Linked DNA regions of Hordeum vulgare: regions 2 and 3 are each linked to region 1. Evidence: chromatin contacts called from public Hi-C data. All regions are on one chromosome and are shown on one strand. Each heading gives the region's core, a stretch centred on a gene start, on an enhancer-like site or on the middle of the called end of the contact. The rest is flanking DNA. Distances are from core to core; before and after follow the strand shown.

Region 1 (4,174 bases), core at 908-3,407:
CACGAACAACTTTGGGCTCATGTATTTCAAGTAGAGCACCTCGCTAATATCAAAAGGTCAACATAAAAAAAGAGGGGTATTAGGAGGTAAACCAAGTGCATAACACGGGAACTCCTAAATTTTCCAGGAAAAATTATACCTTAGTAGCAAGCTTCAGTTTACAAACAAGCGAGCTAGTAGATGACTCGCCCAGTCTCAAATCATATTGTGCTCCATAACCAACAGTAAAATAGGAGGAATGAATAGGAAGGGAAGGATCCTGCAAAACGAATAGAACTGCAGTCAACTAAATGAAGAGCTGCTAGTCTGTGATGAACTTGTTAAGCACTACTCCCTCTGTACCACAATACTTGTAGTTTTTTTTTTTTGAGATACACAATACTTGTAGTTGGGGGTACTTGTATTAGTGTTGCCCAACAACAAGTACAGTATTAAGGTACAAGGGAGTACTCCCTCCGTTCCTAAATATAAGTCTTTGTAGAGATTTCACTAGTGAACTACATACGGATGTATATAGACATACTTTAGAGTATAGATTCAATCATTTTGCTCCGTATGTAGACCCTTAGTGAAATCGCTTAAAAGACTTATATTTAGGAACGGAGGGAGTATTATGCAGTCTCTTCAAATCAAAAAAAAAAAAATATTTAGGCAAGTAAACTTGGTTACTTGGATCCCGGTTATGTATAAATCTACATTAATTCAATAACATCGCTACTTCCAAACCAATTTTTTGAAAGATTGCAATAGTTATGTGGTTGACTGGACCAGGAAGCTCAAGAAGCAGCAAAAACATAATGCACCAAACAGTAAGATAACAATACACCCGCAGTACTTGGCCTACTGAAACAGTGGTGCGTGTTTAAGAAATGTTTCCAAAGATGTAAGCATGGTGTTTGACAAGTTAACTGATTGCAATTTTCTCGTAACCAACATTGTATATCTCTAGTAGTAGACTCGAGAGGAAACACAAGAGGGAATGTATAAATATATACATCTCAATTCAGGACTCGGGACCAGGACACTGAAGAGAGATATTTCTATGAGACCCTGAATACATCCTAAAGTGATGTAAGAGGAACCAGCAATTCAGCAAACATATTGGTTGGAATATCAGGGGTTTCATGTAACGGTGTACAAATACACACTTGAGACTGAAATGAAATGCTTTCACTAAAAAAGATTGTTTGCCAAAACAAACTATTCTTAGATGGAAGAAGAGGTTTAACAGCACGGGTTTTGCTATTGATGATATTGGCACGAAATTATGTTGCAAGTGCACAGAAAAAAGGGAACTCAAATCAATTCGATTTGATGAGTAAAAAGAGATAGAAAGAAGACGCACCGTGGCATACTGTGAGATTAGTCTACACCAGGGCTCCTGGCGCCTGCTGCCCAGTGCCCCCTGGCGTTTATTGGATGTGGCCTTGGCCGACAAATCATTGGCCCTCTTCAACATGGCGGATAAATCTTTGCCAGTGGCGCCACGCTTTTGCCCTGCGCAAGCGAGAAAAATCATCAGACCATAAGCGGTCTGAAGGCCCCAGCCGAAAAGGGGCAGTCTTTGGGCGCCACCAGACCATAATCCAAAAGGGGAGACTCGTACCGTCCGAATTCGACGCCGCCTCCCCTGACCTCAGGAAGGCCTCCAGCCTGTCCATGGCGCCGGTGAGAGCCTGCAGGCCGGTGGTGTCCGGCGGTGCGACCGGCGGACCGGTGGCGATAGCAGCCTCGGACGCATCTGTCGCCGGCGCCGCCGTCTTGGTTGTATCCTCTTCGGCCGCCGTAGCCTGCGAAGAACAAGAGCGTTGTGTGATGAGCAAGATAGGATCAAGGCGGGCGCGGCGCATGCAGGGGGAGATCCGGACCTTGGCGCGCTTGCCGGGCCTGCGGGCGCCCGACGACTGGGCCTCGGCCCCCGGCGCCTGGTCCGCCGGCGGCGGCGGCGAGCCCTTGTCGTCGTCGTCGTCGTCCGAGGGGCGCTTGGCCGCGGCGCTCCGCCTGGTGTCGACCATCGTCCCTGGTCCCCTGTGGTGGGATCGGCGGGCGTGGAGAGGAGAGGAGACGAGAGGAGACGAGACGAAAGCAGGCAAGGAAGGAAGGAACCAAAACGTTTGCGTTGTTGCGTCGCGGAGAGAAAAAAGCAGGCAGAGAGGAAATTGAAGGGGCAAATATAATACTAGTAGTACGATAATAGACGGCGCCGCGGCGACCACCAATGATACGGCAGCGGCGCGACAGGTTAGACTGTGCTATCGAGGGTCGGCGCGCGATTTGGGGTGACCAACAGGGGCCTCCTGGTCAGTTTTATCTGCCAATATAGGTACCGTTGGAGGACGGTCCGGTCCGTTCCGTTCCGTTCCCTCAACATTGCGTGCGGAGGAGTTATTGGCGGTTACGTAGGGGGTTCATAACGTTAAAACGGGAAAGTTAAGTGATTCGATTCGATTTTAGAGCAAGTACAATAAGTTACAGTCAGCAGGCTGTAAGGATTAAAATACTATATTTTTGCTGAGTTGGATGAGAGAGAAGAGGAGAGAGAAGAGAAGCGGGCTCTTCGTAAAGAGCCAGCTCTAGCACGTGCTCCTAGGTGCTTTGTGAGGATGAAAGGTGGGCCATATATGACAAAAGTAGTACTCTTTTATAGCTAAGTATTGTACAAGCTAGCTATAAAACGGACTATAAGACTGCTTATAGCCAGCGATTGGCTATACTATTAACCATGCTCTTAGGAGCTCTCGTTTCGGCTCCCTGCCTGTTTCCGGACGTTGACCTTGCCTCTCTTTCTTTCTTTCGTTTTTTTACTTTTGCCACACAATACCGATTTTTTGTTCAAAAAGGACCCTTAACCGAGTCTATTTGTCGGAAAGGACCATCTCTAAACGAAAGTAGCAGAAAAGACCCTCACCCACCGTGGCGGCTCGCGCGCCAGGCGAAGCGCGTCACCTGCCGCCACCGCCCGAGGCGGCTGGGGCCTACCGCCACGACTCGAAGCGGCCGATAGGGTTTCCGTTATAGCCCCCGCACTCGACGGAACGGGCGCAGCTGTGGGGCCCTGCCGCCACCGCCCGAGGCGGCAGGTACTGTTTCCTCGCGCCGAAAGTGGCGCTGGCCGGCGCTCATTTGAGGTTGTCAGGAATCTATCACATGCTCATTTTTCCCGTCCATTATTTCGCCAGCAGGGAACCTCTTCACGCCATATTTTCCCGCCTACACATCCGCCTAAGCCTATAAAAGAAGGCACTGAAACACTCTTCGCCAGCATCCAGCCACACTTCGCCTTAATGTGTCACACTTCTTTCGTATTCAGCATGAGTTTGCCTTGTTTGGATCAAAGCATTAGGCCTAGGAAAATGAAGAGTGCGAACTTGCCTCGGGGGGTGGAAGTACTGCGTTGTTGGTGTGGTGATCTCTGCAAGGTGAACGAGATGACGGATTTTTCAGATTAGTTGGGCATGGAGTTTTTCATGTGCGCCAATTATGAGGAAGATCCAATCGTTGCTCCTTCAGCATACATCAGTCCTCCGGTATGTTTCAGTCATCAAGAATAAACACGTTGTAGATATTATTGTTAGCTTGATATATATATTTATATTTTTTTTGTAGTCTCCTCCTCCTCTGTGCATGTACTATCGTTGGATCGACACGAAAATGCCGGACAGGGCAGTGACTGAGATTCGTGAAAGAGGTCGTCGTGCATGGGCTAGTTTGGACTTGGAAGAGCATCGAGCGAAGGCTGAAGCAGAGAAGAAAGCAGAGGATAAGAGAGGTGGGAAGAATACTGTGTGGAGCAGAGGGCTTTTATTGATGAGATGATCAGGAAAAGCGAAGAAGAGAAACTTCAACTGGCTGAGGTTTACAGACAGCGGCAGGAGGCCCGTGATGATAAAAGGGAGAGAAAGAAAGAAAGGGCTCGTGCGGCCAAGGCAGCAGAAGAAGATCGTGATGAAAAAGGAAAATATTCACGTTGGACTCAGTAGATTTATTTTATTGTTTCTTAATTTTAGTCGGTTGTATCTTAATTTCTGCAAGTTGTATCTTAATTTCGACAAGTTGTATCTTATTTTCAGCAATGTATCTTAATTTCGGCAAGTTGTATCTTAATTTCGGCAAGTTGTATCTTCATTTCAGCAATGTGTATTTTAATTTCAGCTACGTGTATCTTTATTTTATC
Region 2 (4,174 bases), core at 981-3,480, 780 kb after region 1:
CCATCCATGAACCCTAACGCCGCCGATCTAAAGGATCGGCAAACACACGACGCCATCAACTCTGAGACGCCGTCATGAAGGACAACGCCGGTATGGGAGTGAAGTTGAAGCAGATTTATTCGTCCGGACGCCGCTCCCACCACCTCAACGACGCATCACGACCTACAGATCCAAACCCTAACTACACACCGGAGGAACGGGGTCCCTCTCCCTCCTACCGCCGAGGTAGCGGTCGGAGGGAGAGGGGCCAACACCCTGACCGATGGAGATCCGGTGGAAGAGAACACCTCCCTCGTCGCCTGCTCCTAGAGGCGGCTAGGGTAGGAAGACGCTCATTCAGTGTCTGTCTGTCTGATAGCTCAGGATATAACATTGCATCAAATTATTTACTCCCTCCATCTACTAATACAAGGCCACTTCATATTTCTATGTCTAACTTTGACCATTAATTTTACAAACAAAATGTGAGTCATATGTCATAAAAAGTATGTCATTGGATGCACATTTCAAAGAACTTTTTGATAATATATTTTTTATGACATAAAAACCATATTTTGTTCACTAAAATTATAAGTCAAAGTTTGACACGAAAAACGAAGTGGTCTTGTATGTAAAAATGGAGGGAGTATATTTTATCCAGGCTAGTTGATTCACTCATACATACTTATCAGCATATTTTGAATCCATAGATTCAAAATAGAAGAATACCATAGAAAGTTTTCGTACTGAACCTTGGTGCAGATTCATACCGGCATGCCAATATAAACAATCCGGCCATGTAGAAGCAATGATGGCAAATCCGGAGGAGGCCTTCTAGGACTGTGCTGACTGTAAGAGCTGCTAGAACGTTCCACCTGCCAATTTGACAATTTCAGTTAAGCGGAGCACATTTTGCAATAAACTCCTATATATCAAAGATCAAAGTCCGCATATGTAAACTTTAGCAATTTCAGAAGTAAAGCACAAAGGCATTTATATGCAAGGAAGCAGGTTCACAGATTGGAACCTCAATGTGCAACATGATATGTGTATTCGTCTGAGCTAAGTTTGTAAAATCCTGCACATACTCCAGCAGTAGATATATTTTTGCTAGTAGGTTATTATTTGAGTGAATTCCTCTTTTTACCCTGTAGTTGTACATTTTTGACACTAATTACCCTATCGAGTGGAAATTCGTCTATAATACCCCTTTTGGAAGCTTTGGACACTCGTTTTCTGATGCATGTCCATCAGGCAAGGTGTGAGGTGACGCCCGGGATCCAAAAATATATGGACGATGATGAAGAATGGAACAGATGGACAAAAGAAGTCTGGACATGATCGTCAACGATGTCCTCTGATCTTTACAATTTTTTCTACAAATTATGAACGCAACATGTCAATCCTATCTAGAATAAACAAGAAAAATGTAAATTTGAGGAATTACCGTGTTAAAAGTCACCAAAATCTGATATTTCGATAAAAGTTCCACTAAATTGGGTAATATGTGTCACAAATGTACAACTAGAACCCTTTAGGATAGCAACCTAATTAAACATGTTAGCTGGCACTGAGCAGAGCCTTGACATGTTTTACGACTTAATACATGGATCACATAATTCTGACAACCACTAACAAAATGGAGAAGAAAAACAATCCCAAGAAATGGTTTGCATGTAGTGTACCTATAGCCGCCCAAATGAGCACCAGGTTTCAATTTCAGCTTCTTTCTTCCATTTCTAAGTGTGTGGTGAGACCAGCATCGTATCATACTACCGCAGTCCATACAAGCACGAAGAAAGTGAGCGCGAAAGCACTAAATCACCTGCGCGGGCGAAGACATCAGCTTGGCGTTCTGGAAGATCTCGAGGAACGGCAGGTGGTCCTCTCCGCGGCGCTCGCCACCCGCAGCTGCTGCGAGCTGCTCTGGAGAAGCAGCGGCTAGCGTGGATAGGAACGGGTCGCCCCTCGGGTTGAACAACGGCGACGGAGCCCCCGCCGCCGACCCAGCAACACGCGCCACGAGGGTAGATGACGGCGGACTGCACCTTCCGGACCGGGCTAGGGGATTCGGGAAGAATGGGGACGACGTCGCGGTGGGCGGGGAAGGGGTAGGGAGGCGTAGGGAAAGGAAGGAGGAGGCCATGGTGCCCGGTGGTGGTGTTACTCGGCCGCGGCGTGCGAGCGAGCTCGGGGAGTGGTGTGTGTGTGGATAATTTGGTTGGAGCTGACGCCTGACGCCTGAGCTCTGGGCCTTGTCCTTTGAAAGAGAGCATGGGCTGAATGAAACCATGGGGCCTTCTGGGCTGAAGTATGTTCTTAGAAGAGAAAAGTATCATTTTTTCTCTCAACTCCTGTGTGATGGATCGATTTTTGGAAATCCCTATTTGTCCGAAATCATTAGTTGAGGAATACACCTTTCAACGATTACTCTCATTTTTAATATTACGAAAAATAGTGCACTACATGCGTGTCACTTGTCGTAACCTGGAAATTTTCCTTTTTTCGTAGATCCGTATTTCAAAATGTTTTTATCTCCTAAACCGTGCGTTCAAATCTTGAATCATTTTCACTGTTAGGTTTCTCACGTTGAAATTAGGTTTTGATGAACTTTATTTTCATACAAAAAAACAAACAAAAAAATTATGCCTCACGCGATAGAAAAAAAACAGAAAATGTGTTTTTTCCTTTTCCGAGAGGCACGGACCATGCCTCTCGCGAAGACAAAATTGTTTCTTTCGCGAAAGCAAAATCGTGCCTCTTACGAAAAAAGAAAGAGCAGAAAACACGTTTTTTCATTACCGAGAGGCGATAACAGAACCGTGCCTCTCGCGAAAAAAAAGAAGTAGAAAACACGATTTTTTTTCATTTCTGGGAGGCACAGTCATGCCTCTCGTTAAGGCAAAACTGTGCCTCTCGCAGGAAAAAAGAGAGCAGAAAACACATGTTTTCTTTTTCGAGAGACACGACCGTGTTTTTTACAAAGAAAACAGAAAACGCGTTTTTCCCTTTTCGAGAGGCACGGCCGTGCCTCTCGCGATAGCAAAACCGTACCTCTCATAAAAATATGTTTTTCCGCGCAATTTTTTTTGAATTTTTTTCTTCTTTCGAAAGCTACAAAAGACCAATGAAAATCGGGAACAAAAAAACCGAAAAAACCGCTCTAAAAAGCCGAAAACATGTGCTAAAAATAAAATAAAATAAAATCTAAGGAGAACGCTCAGAACACGATATGTGGTGGTGCGTCGAAGTGATCGCTCAAAAGCTGTCGAATTAGTGCTTGCTAACTAGTTGACTTTGTTTAGATCCATGAATTTATTTAATTTTTGCGAGGGATCTCAGGAAAATGTATTATTTTAAAATGCCCGTATATTTTAAACCGTGCAACGGATCACAATAAGTTATATATGTAAAACGTGTATAATTTCATGTAGATTAATATTTTTCAACTTACATGCATATTTAAGGCGTGTTCGGAAACCTTCCACTCCGCTACTCCGCTCCAGGAGCGGGTGGAGCTGCCGTTCAAAACCGTGGAGCTGGCCAATAGGCACTCCTTAGATTCTTGAATTACAGGGAGCCGGTGGATTGCCGAACAGCCCCTTAGCTGTTGGACCTGTTGTTTGCATAGTTTTGTGTGCTGTTATGTTAGGTGATTTATCCCATAGCTATTTATGTGTGCATCTGGATTGCTCAATCCTAGTATGTAAAATGTTTATGTTGTTTGCAATGTATTTTTATGCATGTTAAAAATAGTTGTCTTAATGTTTTCATGTAGGTGGCATACACAGTTTGTTAAGCCGGGTTTATGTCATATTCTCGAATATATGTGGTGGCATTAGTTTTATTTCAAAACCCACATATTATATATGTTTTGGGGTAGAAAAATCCGTAGAATTTATCTGTCCATTTAGTTTTATCTTTTGAGCAAGTTAGTGTGCATGATATTTTGCCATGATGCCCTTTTGTTTATTTTATGTGATTAAATCCATGCATGATATGAATTACTTGTAAACATGAGATATGCCCTTGGACATGTATGCTAGCGCCCGATTCCACCGGAGCCCGATGAGATCCGCCACGGGAGCTCGTCGTCGGTGATGCTCTGATGATGGGTTGGTCCATCTGAGACCACCATCAGCTTCAGCGTGTCGCGAAGATGTTGTAGGAGCCAAACCCTGACCTTTTAGCGCTC
Region 3 (4,174 bases), core at 641-3,140, 580 kb after region 1:
CCTGGTTGGGGATGAACACGTCAACAAAATCAGGATTAGAGATGAAACTGAAGGTCACTTGACTGATTCTTTGTACGTATTAAATTTACATGCAAGACTTGTGAAATTTTAAACTGCACTTTTGTAGGATAAGACCATCTTTATTTGTGTCGTAACTACAAATTCTCATATTATAGAACATTTTTTATAAATTAAGAGTGTGTGGTATTTTTTTCTCCCGTTGCAACGCATGAGCCCTTTTGCTGGTGTAGTTTAACATGACAAGAGGTAACGCACAAACGAACTAAACTAACTAGGCATATTAAATGAGATCGGAAACAACTTATAGGATTTCCAAAACGACCCCACATGTTAATTTCGAAATCTTTCCAGATTTTTACTAAACACATTTTATATTTATTAAACAACAAAATAAAGCGGTTCATGTGATTCTATGTCATTCTAGTCGATTTACATATATTAATCATTTAAAATGGAGCTGCGGTTTAAAAGATATGATCATCGCAAGATTATACGCATGAATGCAAAATGCATGAAAATGACATCCATAATATTTTCAAAACATTGATGCACCAAGATATCATGGAGCTACGTGAATTCTAAGCAATTTTAAATGAGGCGGAACAAAAATCAATAATTCCGAAAAGTCCCCATAAGTAAATTCGAATCTGCTACAGATCTACCTAAATACTATTTCAGATTTGTTAAACAAGAAAATAAATGCTACATGTTATTGTACACATTTTTCTAGCCAAGTTACATATGTGGAACAATTTAGTCGGAGCTACGGTCAATTAGTTATAAAATAAATCATTTTTAACATGGCCTAAAGTAAATTAAATGAAAACAGCAAGTTAAATATTTTTAACATGGATGCAAGTTGGTTATTGTGAAACTACAAAAAATTCTAAGCAATTTACATGTTGAAATCATCTTAATCCGGTGTACGGTTATTTAGATATGAATTAAGTCATTTTAATATGACATCTACACAAATTTAATTAAACAACACATTTAAATATTTTTAACATGCATGAAAGTTGCTGATTATTAATCTACACAAAATTATGAACATTTTACATATCTAAAATATTTTCATATGATGCACGGATAAATATATATGAGCGTTTTAAAATTATGCAATTTTCTGTAATTTAACAATGCCATGGAAATTAGCTAAAATCGCAAACACGAAAAAAATAATGAATCTGGCCCAAACTGGAAAAGCAAGACGTGTGCATTATAACAACAACACGCCCACGGCGAGGGATAGCTCAGGCGGGGAAAGCTCGCCTAGCTGGGCTCGACCCAGGTCAGAGAGGAGGCGGTGGGCTGGCGGCTCGGCCTTGCGGGAGATAAGGAGGTTGTGGCTGGGGTCAGGCTGGCGGATCGATGTTGATGGACCTTGGCCCGAAGCAAGGCAAGGCCAGCCCAGGCGCTGGCAGCGGTTGTTGTCCCAGGGTGGCCCTCGCATGGGCGAGCGAGGTTGCGGCTCGCAACAGCCATGGCGGCTTGCGACGATAGCGGGGCATGGCCAGGCCGGGGCCAGGCACTGGCGGCGAGGCGCGGTCAGGGATGGCCGGATCCAGTCGTCCGGTGCCGGATCTACCCGTTCCCAACAGCGGAAGGCGAGCTTAGGGCGGCAGGCACCATGGTCGGCGGGAGGAACTCCGGCAAGAGCCATGGCAGGTGCAGCGGCGAGGAGATCCAGTCGCCGTGGGGCTACGACAAGCCGACCTCCAATGAGGGGCTAGGGTGGCGCGGCCGGAGCTGCAGGTTTGACAAGGTGGCGGGGTCGTCCTTCGACGAGGCGCGACGGCGGTTGGCGGCGGTGCGGGGAGAGCTCGGGCAGGAGCTCTCGAGCACTAGGGTTTGGGGAAGCGGGGCTTGGCAGACTGGGGCATGACGGTTGTGGGCTCGGGCGGGCCTCGGCTGCTGGGAGGAGAGAGGTGGTGACTGGCTGTTGGGGTGGCACGGAAATTGAGTTGGCTAGGGATTGGGTCCAAATTAGGCAGGAGAGGTTATTTGAAGGAGGTTGTTTAAATAGGGACGAGGTGCTAGGTTGGGGGGTTTCGCACAGATTTCGGGCCATTGCATCGCGATCCGACGGCTCTGATCGGAGGGGGTTTGCTAGGTGGGCTAGTTGGTTGTGTAGAGGGGTTGTGGGTTGAGAAGAGAGTGAGGTTGTGGCCCGTGACACGTGTTTTAGAACACCGAAACGTTCAATAAATATATCGGCTATAGTGACGCTATAGGTTTAACGGTTCGGGTATCAAACGACCTACGATTGCGACAAAAATTTGACACGCGGCATACCTTCATTAAAATAAGACCGCACACCAAGTTTGAACCCCATCCAAGAATATTTTATACACACCATTTAAAACAATATTTTAACGGTGTCGCGGGCGTGTGCGTGTGTGTTTAGTCTCAAAACGGTCAACGACAAAAACGGAGAGAACCAGCAACTAGATATAAGTTTTGAAAATATAACAACAACGGAGTGCCGATGCAATGCGGATGATGTGCATGATGCGATGATGAATGTGACAAGTAATTAACACGACGACAATGGAATAAAAGGGAAATCTTCTGGCGCGTCGGTTTCGGGTTGTTACACATGCCGACCATGGGTTATACTTTGGGGCCATGGGTTCTATGGCATAAACATATCGAAGCTCGTGTTTCCTCTCCTTCTTCGGTATGTGTGTCACGTAGATCATGTTCACACTTTTAACGTCCGGAGGGGATTGTTTTTGCCCTCCATTGTTCAACCTATGAGGGTCATGATCGTCCTCATTGTGGGGACTCTTGCCATCGTCCTGGGATGTGGGTTTGCTCGCTATTTGATAACCCAACAATTACGATTGGTGTGAGTAGCGGGATTGTTTGAGGTGTCATATATCTCGCAAGGCTTCTCTAGTACTTTTTCCAGTGTGGTATGTCCATCCCGATTCCCCTTAGAGGGTTTCTTCCGCGGTCTAGACCTTGAGTTGCTGACTCGGCATTGACTGTCATGTCTTCTACTTTGCCACCGTTGTGCCGATGCTTGTTCCCGTTGCACCATGGATTCCCATTACCGTCCCAAACTTCAGAAGTTCCGAGGTTTCTGGAAGGGCTGCTTCAACGAGCAAGCCAACTATCCTCGCCTGTGTGGGAAATAAAATTCCCTGTGACCGGGCTTGAAGCCATACTAAGCATAGGTCGGGGTCAGGCCATCCGAAACTTACATAGTTCGGATCTGGGTCGGCGTCTTGTCTAATAGCAAGAGATCAGCCAGACTATTCTTCCGGGTTTTGGGAGAGCCGATCTCCGGTTCATCGGCCCAGGGAATTTGCTCGGCCAGGTTTAACCCCTAATCTTCCAATTGTTGGAAATATGCCCTAGAGGCAATAATAATTAGTTATTATTATATTTCTTTGTTCATGATAATCGTTTATTATCCATGCTATAATTGTATTGATTGGAAACACAATACTTGTGTGGATACATAGACAAAACACTGTCCCTAGTAAGCCTCTAGTTGACTAGCTTGTTGATCAAAGATGGTCAAGGTTTCCTGGCCATAGGCAAGTGTTGTTACTTGACAACGGGATCACATCATTAGGAGAATCATGTGATGGACTAGACCCAAACTAATAGACGTAGCATGTTGATCGTGTCATTTTGTTGCTACTGTTTTCTGCGTGTCAAGTATTTGTTCCTATGACCATGAGATCATATAACTCACTGACACCGGAGGAATGCTTTGTGTGTATCAAACGTCGCAACGTAACTGGGTGACTATAAAGATGCTCTACAGGTATCTCCGAAGGTGTTCGTTGAGTTAGTATGGATCAAGACTGGGATTTGTCACTCCGTATGACGGAGAGGTATCTCGGGGCCCACTCGGTAATACAACATCACACACAAGCCTTGCAAGCAATGTGACTTAGTGTAAGTTGCGGGATCTTGTATTACGGAACGAGTAAAGAGACTTGCCGGTAAACGAGATTGAAATAGGTATGCGGATACTGACGATCGAATCTCAGGCAAGTAACATACCGAAGGACAAAGGGAATGACATACGGAATTATATGAATCCTTGGCACTAAGGTTCAACCGATAAATATCTTCGGAATATGTAGGATCCAATATGGGCATCCAGGTCCCGCTATTGGATATTGACCGAGGA

The links. A called contact is a pair of places that touch in the nucleus more often than the background predicts.
Region 2: a Hi-C map of seedling shows a contact between it and region 1, with 4 times the contacts expected there. The contact joins the promoter of LOC123448625 here to the promoter of LOC123448623 in region 1. A contact is called at or near these places in 3 of 6 Hi-C or Micro-C datasets (leaf and seedling).
Region 3: a Hi-C map of leaf shows a contact between it and region 1, with 7 times the contacts expected there. The contact joins the enhancer-like site here to the promoter of LOC123448623 in region 1. A contact is called at or near these places in 4 of 6 Hi-C or Micro-C datasets (leaf and seedling) and 1 of 1 datasets of contacts at active chromatin or transcription factors (embryo).

What each region holds. Positions count from the first base shown.
Region 1 is chr4H:359,186,988-359,191,161 of MorexV3_pseudomolecules_assembly, forward strand. LOC123448623 reads right to left here and starts at 2,158. Exons shown (of 28, transcript XM_045125576.1): 1 at 1,869-2,158; 2 at 1,607-1,790; 3 at 1,346-1,497; 4 at 140-259; 5 at 1-43. The coding sequence starts at 2,015.
Region 2 is chr4H:359,968,527-359,972,700 of MorexV3_pseudomolecules_assembly, forward strand. It overlaps LOC123448625 (ATP-dependent Clp protease proteolytic subunit-related protein 3, chloroplastic), which reads right to left and starts at 2,231. Exons shown (of 10, transcript XM_045125577.1): 1 at 1,805-2,231; 2 at 750-854. The coding sequence starts at 2,125.
Region 3 is chr4H:359,770,086-359,774,259 of MorexV3_pseudomolecules_assembly, forward strand. No RefSeq gene overlaps it. Among protein-coding and RNA genes, the nearest start is that of LOC123448625, 200 kb to the right of the region's middle. Within about 2 kb of position 1,891, at least 3 of the 3 cell types and tissues checked have open chromatin away from gene starts, as enhancers often do. A contact at or near this core is called in leaf and seedling, where this site is marked.